2 separate regions of the Mus musculus genome follow, and region 2 is linked to region 1. A link is a contact called in public HiChIP or PLAC-seq data. All regions are on one chromosome and are shown on one strand. The core of a region is the stretch at or near the end of the contact, and the rest is flanking DNA. Distances in the headings are between cores, read along the strand shown. Region 1 overlaps 1700025G04Rik (RIKEN cDNA 1700025G04 gene). Region 2 overlaps Gm36920 (a long non-coding RNA gene).

Region 1 (6,895 bases), core at 2,708-5,207:
ACCTATTCTGAGACAAACAGGATACAGGGTAACGGTGCAGCTTCCAGGCAAGCTAAGAATAGCTACAGCGTTTTCAAGAAATCTTGAGCCAGGGTGTGAGCCTCAAATCAATGTGTGATGAAGGCTTTCTTTTTCTTTTTCTTTTTTTTAACAATAGCCACCGCAAGTCACTGTTAAAGGAGAACTTCAGCTCTTACCAGGTTTTCTTGGTTTCTGGCTGCTATTTTCTGCTCCTCTTCTGCCCCATTTTTCATGTATTTGACCTCTTCCACGGGTTTGATCCTATACTCATCTGAATGACAAACAAAAAGAAGGAATTTTTACTCCAGTGACAGAGAAGTGTCAGCAAAGCACAAGCCCTACATTAGACTCTTTCCCATGCAGCTTTTACACGTGGCTTATCTGGAACAGTCTGGAAGAAGCCAGCATGGACAGCTTGGGTCCCTGGCAGTAGGTGCTCTGCCTTGCCTGTTGGAGGGCTGGCTGAGTAGTCCAACTCGGAGACACCCTGTGTGACCACTGACGTTATACACGCAGCAGACACTGAAGATGCAGGCGCTTCCATGCATCTGAAAGTCACTGGAATCCGGGCATACTGGGAGACACTACACACCAGCCTAAGAGGATGAGAACATCTTCCTTTATCCCTAGGAAACTACATGTGCAGAGTGCCTGCAGCAGCATACTTCAGCTGGACGGTCACACATTCATTTTTCCCCGTTTTGAAAAGTATAGAACTGTTTATGACTATAGAGTTGTACCAACAAATAAGACCAATTGGAAATGGAACTTTTTCATTTCAGGGCTCTTTTCATTAAACCTGCACATCTATACTTTTGTGTCTATAAAGTTACAAGCACAGAGCTAAACTATCAATTAGTTCTAAGCAGGTTTGGAAAGGTCCCATGGTGGATAGTTCAGAGGGATGTAGAGGGAACCTAGACTTGAGAAGAGAACACAAATCTCAGTCAGACCCTTCATGGGACAAAAGTCAGGAAAGCTGGCAGCCAAAGAAAGTCCTTCTCTAGGACAGAGCTTTGGCGATGACAAGGATGACATTTTCACCAGGTTCCTGTCAACAGGAAACGACTTGGGTACATCGAGTTTAAAAACAAGTGTGATTTTTGACTCATCTTTGGTCCAACTTGCAGGGGGAGAAACATCACAGAAATTATGGACTTAGAAAACTTCATCAGCAAATTGCCTCGAAAATGGTATGGAAGCACTTCGAAGAAAGACAGCTGCTCATCACTAAGTTTGATTTTATGCTAAGAAGCTGTAACATATTTTCTTAAGGCCTATGAGTACAGTGAGTATATTCCTTAAAAATGTCCCATACTAATATTCATAATTTGCAGTTTTCCAATGTAGTTGTAGTTTCTCCACCCTACTTCTATTATTAATTATTATTATCATTAGTATTATTTTACTTATTCACGTTATATCCTGCTCACTGTATCCCTCCTGGCCACCCCCTCCCACAATCCTTCTCCTCATACCTCCCTCTTCTTCTCCTCTGAGTGGGTGGGGACTCCCTGAGTATTCCCCCACTCTGACACTTCAAGTCTCTCTGAGGCTAGGAGCATCCTCTCCCAATGAGGCCAGACAAGGCAGCCTAGCTAGAAGAACATATCCCATGGACAGGCAACAGCTTTTGGGACAACCGCCATTCCAGTTGTTCAAGACCCACATGAAGGCCAAGCTGCACATCTGCTACATATGTGTGGGAAGGCCTAGGTCTAGCCTCTGCTTACTCTTTGGTTGGTGGCTCAGTCTCTGAGAGCCCCAAGGGCCCAGGTTAGTTGACTCTCTTAGTCATCCTTCCACCCTTCCTCTTAACGCAGTATTTCTGAAATCTAGCTATAGTTACATCCCCTTTTGCTTGTCAAATGTTTCTCTTGGCCTCATGAAGCTAAGGAGATTTGCATGTAGGTGTAGAAAAGACCCAATGTTCGTGACCAAGCCATTTGCATTGTTTTTTTTTCCACTTGGTAAATCAAGGTAGATATTGAATCTATTAACTTTTTCTTTATTTCTATTGTATGTTTGTGCATGAGTGTGGTATGTACATGTGTTCTGGATTCATGTGGTAGCCAGAGGTCAATGTCTGGGGTCTTCCTGCATCACTTTTTAAAACAGGGTCTCTTGCAGAAACTGGACTTTATGATTCAGTTAACCTGCCTGACTGGCAAGTCCCAGGGATAACCCCATCTCTGACTCGCCAGTAGTGGGATTTCAGGGGTGCACCCTTTCACCCAGCTTTTTACATCGGTGCTGGGGATTTGAACTCAGGTCCTCATGTCTGAGCCACAAGCAGTTTACCAACTGAGCCATCTCCCGTGACCCATTTCAACTTGCTTCTAAAGAAATCTGAGAAACTTGTATACAATTACAGTAATGAGCCCTTCAGGAATCCTAAGTCTAAAATGATCAAGTTCAGAGATAGATTTGAATTGACAAATACAAAGTAAAAGTATTTCACAGCCTGTTATGATGGCTCATGTGTTTTATCCCAACATGGAAGACTGAGGTGGGGAGATCTTGATGCTGAGGCCAGCTTATGCTACATGGTGAGTTTGAAGTCAGTTTGGGCTACCCAGCAAATGCTATCTCAAAATTAAGAACAAACAAGAGAATCTCATCCTCTGATTTGCTATTCAGATGAAAAAAGGAAGTTAGTAATACCAACACGTTTAATTAAGGATTGTTTACTCATGAATTGCAAAACACTGCTAATTAAAAAAGAACAGACATAATTATGTTCCCAGTATAATCATGCAGAGATCAAAATAAAGGTAAAAACATAAAAATTAAAAAAAAAAAAAGGCATCGCAACTTTGGTTTGAGGCACTAACGGTTATAAGTCACAGCACAATGACATAATTGCTAGGGTTTAATTGAACGAATGCATGCTTAGTTGAGCCTTCAATTATTAGATATAACAGCTATCACAATCTGGTAGACCCTGTTCTCCTCAGGGCCCCAAACCTCATGCAACAGGGCAGGGAAGATCACACACCAGTAGAGAACCCAGCAGAGACTTCTGGAAGACCAGGCAGCTCTCTGCACACTACACAACACAGGTGTTCCCCAGAAGGGGTCACCCTTCTTCCCTTGCCCACGGCCCTCTTCCATCTGGCCCACCACAGCCCAGTCTGAGCAGATGCTGAGCAGCACAGGAAACATTCACTTTCTTTCCTCAACCCCTGCAGGATCACAACGGAAACGAATAGACCAGCTAGTAATATATTTCTCCAAGGAAATAGAAAAGCCCCCGGTGCCATGACTTCCACAGTAACATTACTGCAAACATGCGCTTTCTTCCTTTCTTTTCATCAACTCAGAATCCTGACCAACGTAGACAGCAGGTAGGTTTTATGGTTTCCTTTGCAGCCTGGCTGGCTGTCCAGGGCACTGTTGGGACAATACAATGCGCCTAACAACTAAGGAGAAAACAAACATCTAGGACTATAAGCTTGGCTTATTGTCACTACTTACAAAACATACTATGCAAAATCCATCCTGGGGTTACACAAGAAATCAGCAAAAAGCCACAATTAAAAAAAAATAACCCAAATACTTAATAAAATAAACTAAAATAAAGGGCCCGTCAGATTTCTGAAGGCTGGTGCCTGAAATGAAGATGTGCATCTGAAGACAGCCCTCAATGAAGATGTGACCCACAGGAAAGGCTCTCTTCTTCCGGCCTCAGGGTGAGGTGGATCCAGCATTTTGGGTTATGGTGGCAAGACACTCACTATTGAAATCTAGATTTCCTTTTGTCAAAGGCCCAGGAGAGTTCATTTTTTTACCTCACTCCCCTTTTATCAAAGCCTGCATTGTGTGGTGAGGGGGACAGCCACCACTACAAGCCAAGCCAGTGTCCTGATAGCAGCAAGGTGTGGCCCCTTGATGAGCAGAGGCCGGACTGTCTTTCCCCCTCACATCTGTTCCCTTTCTTCTTGTCAGGTGGCTTATTAAAATGCAAGGCAGGAACACAGGCCGGCTGTTCAGCCCCTGTAAACATGTTCAGGCTTCCAGTCAAAACAGATCTGTGGTGGGATTTTTAGCATCTTATTCAAGGTAACAGCATAGAGAATTAGGGATTGTTTGGTCGCAGCCATTGACGAAAAAGAGAAGAAAAAAAGGCTGTCAAAGCTGATTCAGATTTTCACTCTTGTGGAAAACAACTGTAAGAGCCCTTCTTAGCTGAAGGAGCCTTCCTGGAAAGCTTCCGAATTCCCTCCTCTTCTATCTGCAATGCTTGTGAAAATTCTGGCTTCTAATAATCCTGAAATTAGAACAGCACTTATCTCCCTCTAATTGATTAAAATCAGGGTGAGGTTTTGTTTGTTTGTTTGTTTGCTCGCTTCCTTTGTTTGGAGACATTTAATTTGTTACTGCTTGGTGTATATGGGTGTTTTGTCTGCATGCATGTCTGCATTACACTAATGCAATGAGTGACCTTTGAGGCAGAAGACAGTGTCCAATCTCCTGGGACTGGAGTTCCAGAGAGCGGTTAGCCACCATGGTGCTAGAAATGGTACTTGGATCTTCTCAAAGAGCAGTCATCACTTTGAACTGCTGAGCCATCTCTCCAGTCCCAAAGACAGGGACTACTACTATTAAGGAGCCTGTTGCAGACCCATCTGTAAACCTGGGAGACAGCAGAGAGCACCTGAAGGATAGCACTTGGTGTTATGCCTAAGCTGCAGGTTCCCAGATTACCGAGGGAGCTGGTTCCCATGGAAACATCTAAGGGTCTTTACTATAAGCTCTCAAGCAAGACCCAGAGCAGCAGGTCAGAGTGGGAGCCTCTAAGGGTGCAGGGTGCTTGCTGTGGTTACAGCAAACTTGGGGAATTTCCATACAGATCAGCCAATTAATATTTCAAAAACTCATGTCTGATGTAAACTGCAGGATCTGAACACAAGGGCAGAACCACCTGACGCACAGGATGATCAGGTTATCTGTTCTCTGCAGGATGTCTCAGGTTATCTCCATGTACCTTGATCCTGCTATTGTAGCCTGGGTGTTGCTAAGGTGGGTTGTCATAGGGTGTTTGCTCAGGTGGACTTTGTGATTTTCTTCCTTGGATTGGAGTTTAGCCCCTGGTCTCCCACAAAATAGGGTTTTGTTTTGTTTTGTTTTTCAAAAACAGAGTTGGTTCAGCTTTTCACTCAGAAGGGTCAGTCCAGAGCTGAAGAGGTGGAGCAGAACCACAAGCATGGACTGCCCTAGTTAAAGATCCCGGTCCTCAGGGGGTTCACAGCTGCCTTTAACTGTACTTCCGGTGGACCTGATGACTTTCTCTGGTTCTGTAGGCATTCACACACATCACATGGCATGCATATACACATATAAACAGAATAAAAATTTTTTAAAAATCTTTAAAAGGGGGGGAGGGGTTGATGCTCCCTTATTCCATTAATGACCATCAACCATTTGAAAGTGTAAATTTGAAAACACAAAGATATGCGCGGGAGTCAAACTACTAAACTTTCTAGCAAGAACTAAAAGTAAACAACAGTGACACACACACACTCACACAGAAATACACACATATAAATATACACAAACTCACGAGTACACACCTATACAATCTTACACACACACTCAAATACTCCCACTCACACATATACACTCAAATATACACTCAAACACAATTACACATTCTGAAAGATACACATACACCCTCACACGCACGCACACACACACACACACACACACACACACACACACTTGAATGGTTTGCACTTGAAAGCTTATGTTTTTGCAGAAAATACAGAAGAGATGGTTTTCTTTTCGGCTTCCTTCCTAAATGTCCCTTTATCTTAAAGAGAGCTGAGCCAGATCCCAAAGAGTATAGAAACTCTCATCGTGCGTCTTGGGAGGAGACAGTCTTGTGATGTTGGGGGAGAGATGAGGCATTTCCTCCTATCCCGGGAAGAAGGCTAGAGCTGAGCCAATAGTATTAGCAGGCAAAAGGAGGTCTGATGCTAAACCTTCTCCTCTTCAAACACCTCCCTGAGCTCTGCAGGCCTCCAGCGTGCAGGCCTCCAGTGTGCCAGCAGATCAAGGTTCGCTTTTAATCATTCCTCATTTGGGAAACTCCTATCAAATATACTTTAGGTGCTGGGTTCTGTGATAAACTATGTAGGGGAATAGGGGACAGGGGTGTAGATGGTGCCAGGGAGAATAGCTGGGGGGGGGGGAGAGCCCCTACTCTGAGAATTGCTTGGGCATATCCCTCAGCACATAGAGCCTGAGAGCATCTCACTGCCAAGGTTCACCAGATGGACTCTAAATTTGGAACGGCGTTACGTATGGAGCACACTCCACTGGAGAACACAAACTGCCGTCAAGTGCCTGAGCCAGGCAGTCCTTAACCTTAACTTCCTAACTGCCCTTGCATAAAGTGATCTCATCGGCTCTGCTGTGACAGCCATTGCTGAATAGTTTCTAGGATAGTTACACACACCCTGCTCCTAATGTTTCAAAGAGCTCTAATATAAGGTTTTTGCACATTCATAGGCATTTCTGTTCTTTTCAGGGTTTAGATCAAATCCTGATAAATAAAAAACATTTAAGGGTCAATGACCTAAAGATCCCAACTGCTTGAAAAGAACAAGGAGAATTTTGGACTTAAACTTGTGGGGACTGAACCCTTAGAAGTCTACTAGAGAAAGTACAGCTACTATTCATCCTTACATACAGCCCTGCTGAGATACTGCATACTCTAAGTATGTGACTATCACTCATAAAATTCCTTGTGTCTTTCTGTGTGTTTATTCAATAGTGAAATCTAATGCTTGTTTATATTTAAACAAAAGGTAAGCAAAAATCAGTTAAAATTCCTTCTAGTGGCAATAATGGTTCAATTTCATGGAACATT
Region 2 (6,895 bases), core at 2,244-4,743, 300 kb after region 1:
CTCCGTATTCGAGCCATACTGCGTGTGATATTATTTCTCACTGTGGTCTTCATGTGCACTTTCCTGTTGGTTGATGGTGGACACCTTCTAGCTTTCTTGTTGCGCGTGGGGGGGGGGAATTTCTCTTGAAAATCTCTTCAGATTCTTTGCTTATTTAAAAACTAGAATCTGAACATTATTATCAGCTGGCAAGAGTCCTTTTAACCTTCTTGATAGAAATCCTTTGTTACATAGGACCTGCAACTATTTTCCCCATTCTGTGGTTGGCTTTTCAGATTCTCATGGTGTCACATGGTGCCTTCGAGATACTCTTATAAAACGCTGTAAACTAGGGAGCTTAGTAAGAAGAAAAGTTTGTTCCTTGCAATATGGAGGCTGGGAGCCCAAGATGGAAGCCCACACAGATATAGTGACTGGGGAGGCTTCCTTCAAGGTGGCTTTTGTTGCATCACATATGTTAAAAGTGTAATTTATGGAGAAATGACTCCACAGTTAATAGCTCTTGCTGCTTTTACAGAGGACTTGAGTTGTCTTTGGAATATCCACATCAGGTCATTCACAACCACCCATAACCCCAGCTCCAGGGAATCTGTCGCCCTCCTCTGGCCATTTCAGGTACTGCACTCATGTGGAGTACACATACACATACACATAAATATAAATAAAATACAAAATTAAAATAAGAGCAAGTTCTGTCTAGGCAGAGATATTGTTATGTTTATAAATTATCCATAGTACTTAGAGCAGTGTCTGGCTCAGAGAATGTAATCAATACATATTTTTATTTGAACAGAATGACACTTGTTACATATTATATAATATTCTCTTAACAAAAATACTAGAAATTCTATTTCTAAACCTCAAAAACAACCAAAACACAGAAAAAGCAAGTGAGTGCATAAAATATTGTAAACATTATATGAATTTTGACCATGTAAAATTAACTATCTGATGAACTGAAGCCAATCTATGAGTAGCCATAAGGGAGAGATGGGACAGGAAGGCCGAGCTGTTAAACCTCCTATTGTCTTAGAGGAACAGCAAGAAGTGTTGCCAAGGTAATAAACTGGGAGACAGAAGGTTGGAGGTACCATTTACATCTCTAGAAGTGTTTCAAAGAACAGAAAAAAAAATCTGGCAGTTTTTAAGGGTGGAGTACAAATAAGCCAAGAGCCTTATCTTTCTAAAGGGACACAATACATACATCCTTTGGGCTTGATCATAAAAATTAAGGCGATGGTAAATTGTTATTGTGGGCATTTGCATCAGAGGAAAATGTCAAGCTGTACCTCTGGAGCATGCCATCGGACTGGACTTTTTATTTAAAAATACCTTCTAAAACTAAAATGAGTTTGTATTGTCACGCGCCCGTGCTTTAAGATGCTTTAAAATTAAAACTAGGTTTCTCTAAGAAAAAAGAATAAGAAATTTAGGACAGAAAAGAAAACCTGAACAGTTTGCAAGTACATACTGCGTACCAGCAAGGACCATCCAACATTCTGCAGACATTGTCTGAGGGTGAGGGTGAGAGGCATAGACAAAGACGGAGGCAACTCGCCCATGTTCGGTGTGTCTGCAACCAAGCCAGTGAGAAAGCCCAGACTTCCTGGATTCTGCATACAAAGACAGATATGGATGGAATTCTCCTTAGAAAACCCACCACATATTGATATGACGACAGCCAAGGAGGAGACCCAAGCGAATAGATGCCACACTCTTGTGTTTACAGCTTGGAGGACGGCTGCATTCTTCCATCCAGTCATCTGGAGCCAATATGCACATTGCCTGTCAGGATACAGACCAGTGTGCCTCTGAGGCACCTGACTGGAATATCTATCAGCCGAGGAAGACGGCAGCAAGGCAGAAGATGACAACCGCTGTAACCGCCAGTGTTGATTCCCAGTCTCTTAACATAAGTCTCACATCTTGCAGTATGTGTAAATGCTTCTACGGTTTTGTAGCCTCTTAAGAAAAAACAAATCTAGATTAATGAGCTTGATAAATATTATTTGGCTACATGTCTCTTATTAATTCAGGCTACTAGCATGGGGAGAACGAGGGAAAGGCATATTTGCTTGATCGGGTGTCATTTGGAGCATTGGTTTTGTTTTTAATGCAGATTTTAAAAAATATTTATTTGTTTATATTTCCTAGCATTCTTAGCGGGAAGACTTGAGGGAGAAGAAAGCATCAAATGATCCCTCTCATTCGATCAATAGGCTCCTCCACCTTTCTCTCCTGCTTTCCAAAACCCACATAAATAATCCGAGAGCAAGTCTATACTAGACAGTACTGGCTCAGATGGTCCAAGTGAGTGTGGGGCAAAGCACAGACACCCTATGGAAAGTGTGTGACCAAAGCCAACAGAATCTGAGAGATAATTCTGAGAGCACACAGTCTGGTGTTTTGGTATTTTAAAGGGTGGGGGGCAGATGGAGAGGCCATTAAGGACCACACTTTAGTGTGTGGACTGAAACAGAAATGATGAAGACAACAGAGAGAGAAACAGTTCTGAGAGAGGAACGGGGTGACTGTGAATTACCAGCGTGTGTGCATGTGTGCGTGTGTGTGCGTGCATGTGTGTGTGTGTGCGTGCGCATGTGTGTGTTTCAATGGACAGCGGTGCATACGTGTATGAGGGTGCTCATGCATATGATTGGCCAGAGGCCAGAGGCTGAGGTTGGATGTCTTCCTCAGTCATTTTCCACCACATTAAGGCAGAGTCTTTCACTTGAGCACAGAGCTTTCCAATTCAGCTATGCTTGCTAGCTGGCGTGCTCCAGGAATCTCCTGTCTCTGCCTCCCGAACAATGAGATTGCAAGCAGCTCCTTACCCAGCATTTCTGTGGGTGCTGGGATCTGAACTCTGATCCTCGTGCTTGCATGACAACCACTTTACCCACTGAACCATCTCCTCAGCAGCTCCTAACCAGGGGTTTTATTGTGACAAAAGTGATACTTGCCATCTTCACCATTCTGTGTATATAATTTAGTGAATTAGTTACACATACATAGTTGTGCAGCTATCACATTCGTGTGTCTTTAGACCTTAGTTTCAAAAGTTACATGCATGAAACAGTAATTCTGTTTCTCACCACCACCCCCCTTAATTCCTGGATGGCTACTGTTCTCTGGATTTGACTAGTGTGGGAATGAATCATTCTTAGTGGAGGACTGCTGGGAGTTATATCCAGTAGCAATTTGTTGCTCCCCAGATCCAAAATTGCTCTGCAGTCTGTGTTCTGCATAACGGATAGGATTCCATTAAGCATCCTTCCTTCAGAATGTAAGCCACAGAGAGCTTTCCCATTAAAAGGCACTGGAGGGATACTGCAAACAAAAGAGCTCTCCAGCTTCTAGTGTCAGCAGTGCAGATGGGGGAAGATCCAGGGGTGCTCTGACTCAGGCACAGGGCCAGAGGTTACAGCTCCTTGCTGACACTGAAGCCCTGGCCTGGTCTGTTGATCCCTTTCCCAGAGCCTTTGTGTTCCAGCCTTTGTCTCTGCAGCAGCATCCCTACACATTCTATGTGCCATGTGCCAAGATCCTGGTTCAGTTCTGCATCCTACCTGGACTCCTGAGGGCTGCTTTTTTGCTTCACATAGTGACTTCAGACCAGCTGTGGCTTGCATGAAACAACAAACCCCTTGGACATTCGGGGACTGCATTCCAGCTAGAGAGAAGGGACTTTGCTTTTGTGTCTCTTTGAGTATACTCCCAAGGGTACCACATAGTGTACCCTTATATGACACTTTATTATTGTCATCATTTGACAAACATTTGGTCACTCCTTCTGTGATGGCTATTCCTGGTTGTTATCTTAACTTTGTCTAGAATTAACTAAAATTCAAGCCATTGATCACACCCATGGAATGGGAATTTTTTCTAGACTAAAGGGATACTATTATTGTTGTTGTTGTTATATTAGCTGAATTGGGAAGACCCACCTTTAATCTGCATCTTTTGGGGTGGGGAGATCTGCTTTTAATCTGGGCCACACCTTCTTCTGGCAGCCTGTAAAATGGACAGAGAAGAAAGACAAACATTTTTTTGTCTGCTTGCCCTCTCTCTCACTAACAAGTCCATTCCTTCTCTGGCATTAGAGCCTACTTTTGGGGGAGATTCTGGTGTGGACTGAAGACCAGCTGAGACATCCAATCTTGTGGATTGAACAACTACTGGATTTTTAAATGTTTTACTAGTAGACAGCCATTGTTGAACTAGCTGGACCACAGCCTGTAAACCACTCTAATAAGTACTTTCTGTGTGTGTGTGTTGTGTGAGTGTATGTGTGTGTGCGCGTGTGTGCCTGTCTGTCTTTGTATGCATCTCCTGTGTCTGTGTGTCTGTCTTTATCTGTGTCTATGTGTCAGCATCTGTGTGTGTGTGTGTATCTATGTGTCTGTCTGTATCTCTGTGTGTCTATGTGGCTGCTTTTGTCTGTGTGTATGTGTCTATGTGTCTGTATCTCTGTGTGTCTGTGTCTATGTATCTCTGTGTGTCTGTGTGTCTGTGGTATTCCTTCTATCAGTCTGCTCCTCTAGAGCACCCTGACTAACACCCCACATTATACGACTGTGTGCTGTTTGTTCCCTAATGGTTTGCTGCTCCCTTGAGAAGGGTCAGGATGAGAGAAGCAATCCAAGCCTCCCCTGCACAGACTGGAACGTGTGACCCCCCCCCCCCCACTCCAGAAGTGGAAAGGAAACTCCTGGCTGCTTCGGCAGCTCTGGTGCTGGTGTATGTCTGAAGTAGGACATCTCTTGCACTGGAGTCTGAAGCAAACCAGTTTCCTCAAAATTAATTTCGCCTCTACCTTTAGAAAAATCTCACATAATTTTTTTTGTTGTTGTTACTTGAAACCAAAAGGATTATCATTAACAAATGAGTATTTCTCTGCATTCTCGTAAACTTATTTTGAAGAAGGAGTGGGGAGGTAGAATGATTGATTCTAGTAAAAAGAAGGGAGGCACGCAGAAGGTTAGCAGGGGGGAAATACCAGGGATGCTAGGGCTCTCCGTTTTGTGACTCCCCCTTGCCATCTGTGACCCTTGGGGAACCCAGACAGAGGACAGTGAGGGATGCACTGGCCAAGTGCTTCTGCACACAGAGAGGAACATGGGGGAACTCCCACCATGGCTAGTCCACCCAGCATGGCAGAACTCCCACCATGGCCAGTCCACCCAGCATGGCAGAACTCCCACCATGGCCAGTCCACCCAGCATGACAGAACTCCCACCATGGCCAGTCCACCCAGCATGGTGGAACTCTCACCATGGCCAGTCTACCCAGCGTGGCAAAACTCCCTCCACAGTCAGCCTGCTCCCCTCCTGCAAGTGGCAAGGGAACCTGTAGTGTATGCTCCCTGGCCAGTCACTGATGAGGACCCAGGTGACCTCACATGACCATTACAAAGTGCAGAGCGGGAGCCTGGGCCTTAGCAATGGAGGCCTGGTGGAGGAAGCCCCTCTGGGCACGGTGGCTAGGCTGAATAAACCCCGTCAGTTAGCAAGGCGTGGTCTAGGGAGATAATCAGACAGCTTTTCATTCTATCGTCTGAGGAGCAGTGAGTAAGGAGGAAGAGAGAGGTGGAGCCAGCCCCCTTTTCCTATACTTCTTACATGCAGACAAGACAAAGGATGCATCAATTGCTACCTGCCTGAGCCAGATGAGACAGGACTCCCTTCCAGAATCCAGGCTGTCATTACCCAAGTAGGCTCATCCCCAGCCACCAGACCACTTAAAATCCCAGCTCTCCAGGGGAAAACAGACTTTGGTCCCCTCTCTGCTTTTGAGGGAGTATTTCTCTCTATGTGCTCTCTCCCTCCCCCTCCCCCTCTCTCTCCACTTATAATAAAGCATATTACTTACTGCCACTTGCATCTGAGGTCTTTCCTGCCATTTAATTCTTTAACTAGCAGAGAAAACCAACCCGATCAAGATCCTAGATGGCAGCCGTTTAGTCACAAAGGAGAGACTCTGAGAGGATCTATCCACCTTCTGTCCTTCTTTTTCTTTAATTTGATTTTTGTAAAATTTACTTTCCATCCCAATCACAGCCCCACTCTCTCCTCTCCTCCCACTTCTACCACTACAAGCCCCCCCCCACTACCCTCTCTCCTTCTCCTCAGAGAAGGGGAAGCCCCCCTTGGGTATCACCCTCCCTGGGACATCCAGTCCCAGCAGGACTGAGTGCATCCTCTCCCACCGAGGCCCAGCCAGTCCAGCTAGGGAAAGAGGATCCAATGACAGCCCCTGCTCCAGTTGTTAGGGGACCTAAAGACCAAGGTGCACATTTGCTCCAAATGTGCCTAGGTCCAGCCCCTGCATGCTCTTTGGTTGGTGCTTCTGTCTCTGTGAGCCTCCATGGGCCCAGGCTAGTTAACTCTGTGGGTCTTCTTGTGGGGTCCTTGACCCTTCTGCCTTGCCCAATTCTATCCCCGCCCCCACCCTCACGACTTCCCTAGCTCTGCCTAATGTTTGGTTAGGAATCGCTGCACCTGTTTCCATCCACTGCTGGGTGAAGCCTGACAGGAGACAGTTACACTAGGTTCCTGTCTGCAAGCATAGCAGAGTGTCATTAATAATGTCAGGGGTTGGTGCTCTCATATGGGGTGGGTCTCAAGTTGGGCCAGTTATTGGCTGGCTGTTTCCTTAGTCTCTGCTCCGTCTCTTTCCCTGTGCATCTTGTAGGCAGGGCAAATTTTGGGTTGAAGATTTTGTGGGTGGATTGATGTCCCCTTCCAGTTGAAGTCCTGCCTGGCTATAGGAGCCACTTCAGCCTCTATATCCCCTGTTGGTAGGAGCCTCAGCTGGGTTCACCTCCATATGGTATGTACTCACTTATAATTGGTCATCAGCAGGACAACCATGCTACAATCCACAGACCCAGGGG

Evidence for each region. HiChIP or PLAC-seq counts read pairs in DNA pulled down with a chosen protein or histone mark.
Region 2: an H3K27ac HiChIP or PLAC-seq map of VIP interneurons shows a contact between it and region 1, with 4 times the contacts expected there. The contact joins two enhancer-like sites. A contact is called at or near these places in 1 of 15 datasets of contacts at CTCF or cohesin (pro-B cells), 7 of 115 datasets of contacts at active chromatin or transcription factors (the 230-238 cell line, DN3 thymocytes, VIP interneurons and 3 more) and 1 of 9 other capture datasets (embryonic stem cells).

What each region holds. Positions count from the first base shown.
Region 1 is chr1:151,980,229-151,987,123 of GRCm38.p6, forward strand. 1700025G04Rik (RIKEN cDNA 1700025G04 gene) reads right to left here. Exons shown (of 6, transcript NM_197990.3): 3 at 198-292. Among named protein-coding and RNA genes, the nearest start is that of 1700025G04Rik, 110 kb to the right of the region's middle. Within about 2 kb of position 3,958, at least 23 of the 459 cell types and tissues checked have an H3K27ac peak or open chromatin away from gene starts, as enhancers often do. A contact at or near this core is called in VIP interneurons, where this site is marked.
Region 2 is chr1:152,279,623-152,286,517 of GRCm38.p6, forward strand. Gm36920 (a long non-coding RNA gene) reads right to left here. Exons shown (of 8, transcript XR_001779484.1): 3 at 3,948-4,014. Among named protein-coding and RNA genes, the nearest start is that of Gm36920, 6.9 kb to the right of the region's middle. Within about 2 kb of position 3,494, at least 4 of the 459 cell types and tissues checked have an H3K27ac peak or open chromatin away from gene starts, as enhancers often do. A contact at or near this core is called in VIP interneurons, where this site is marked.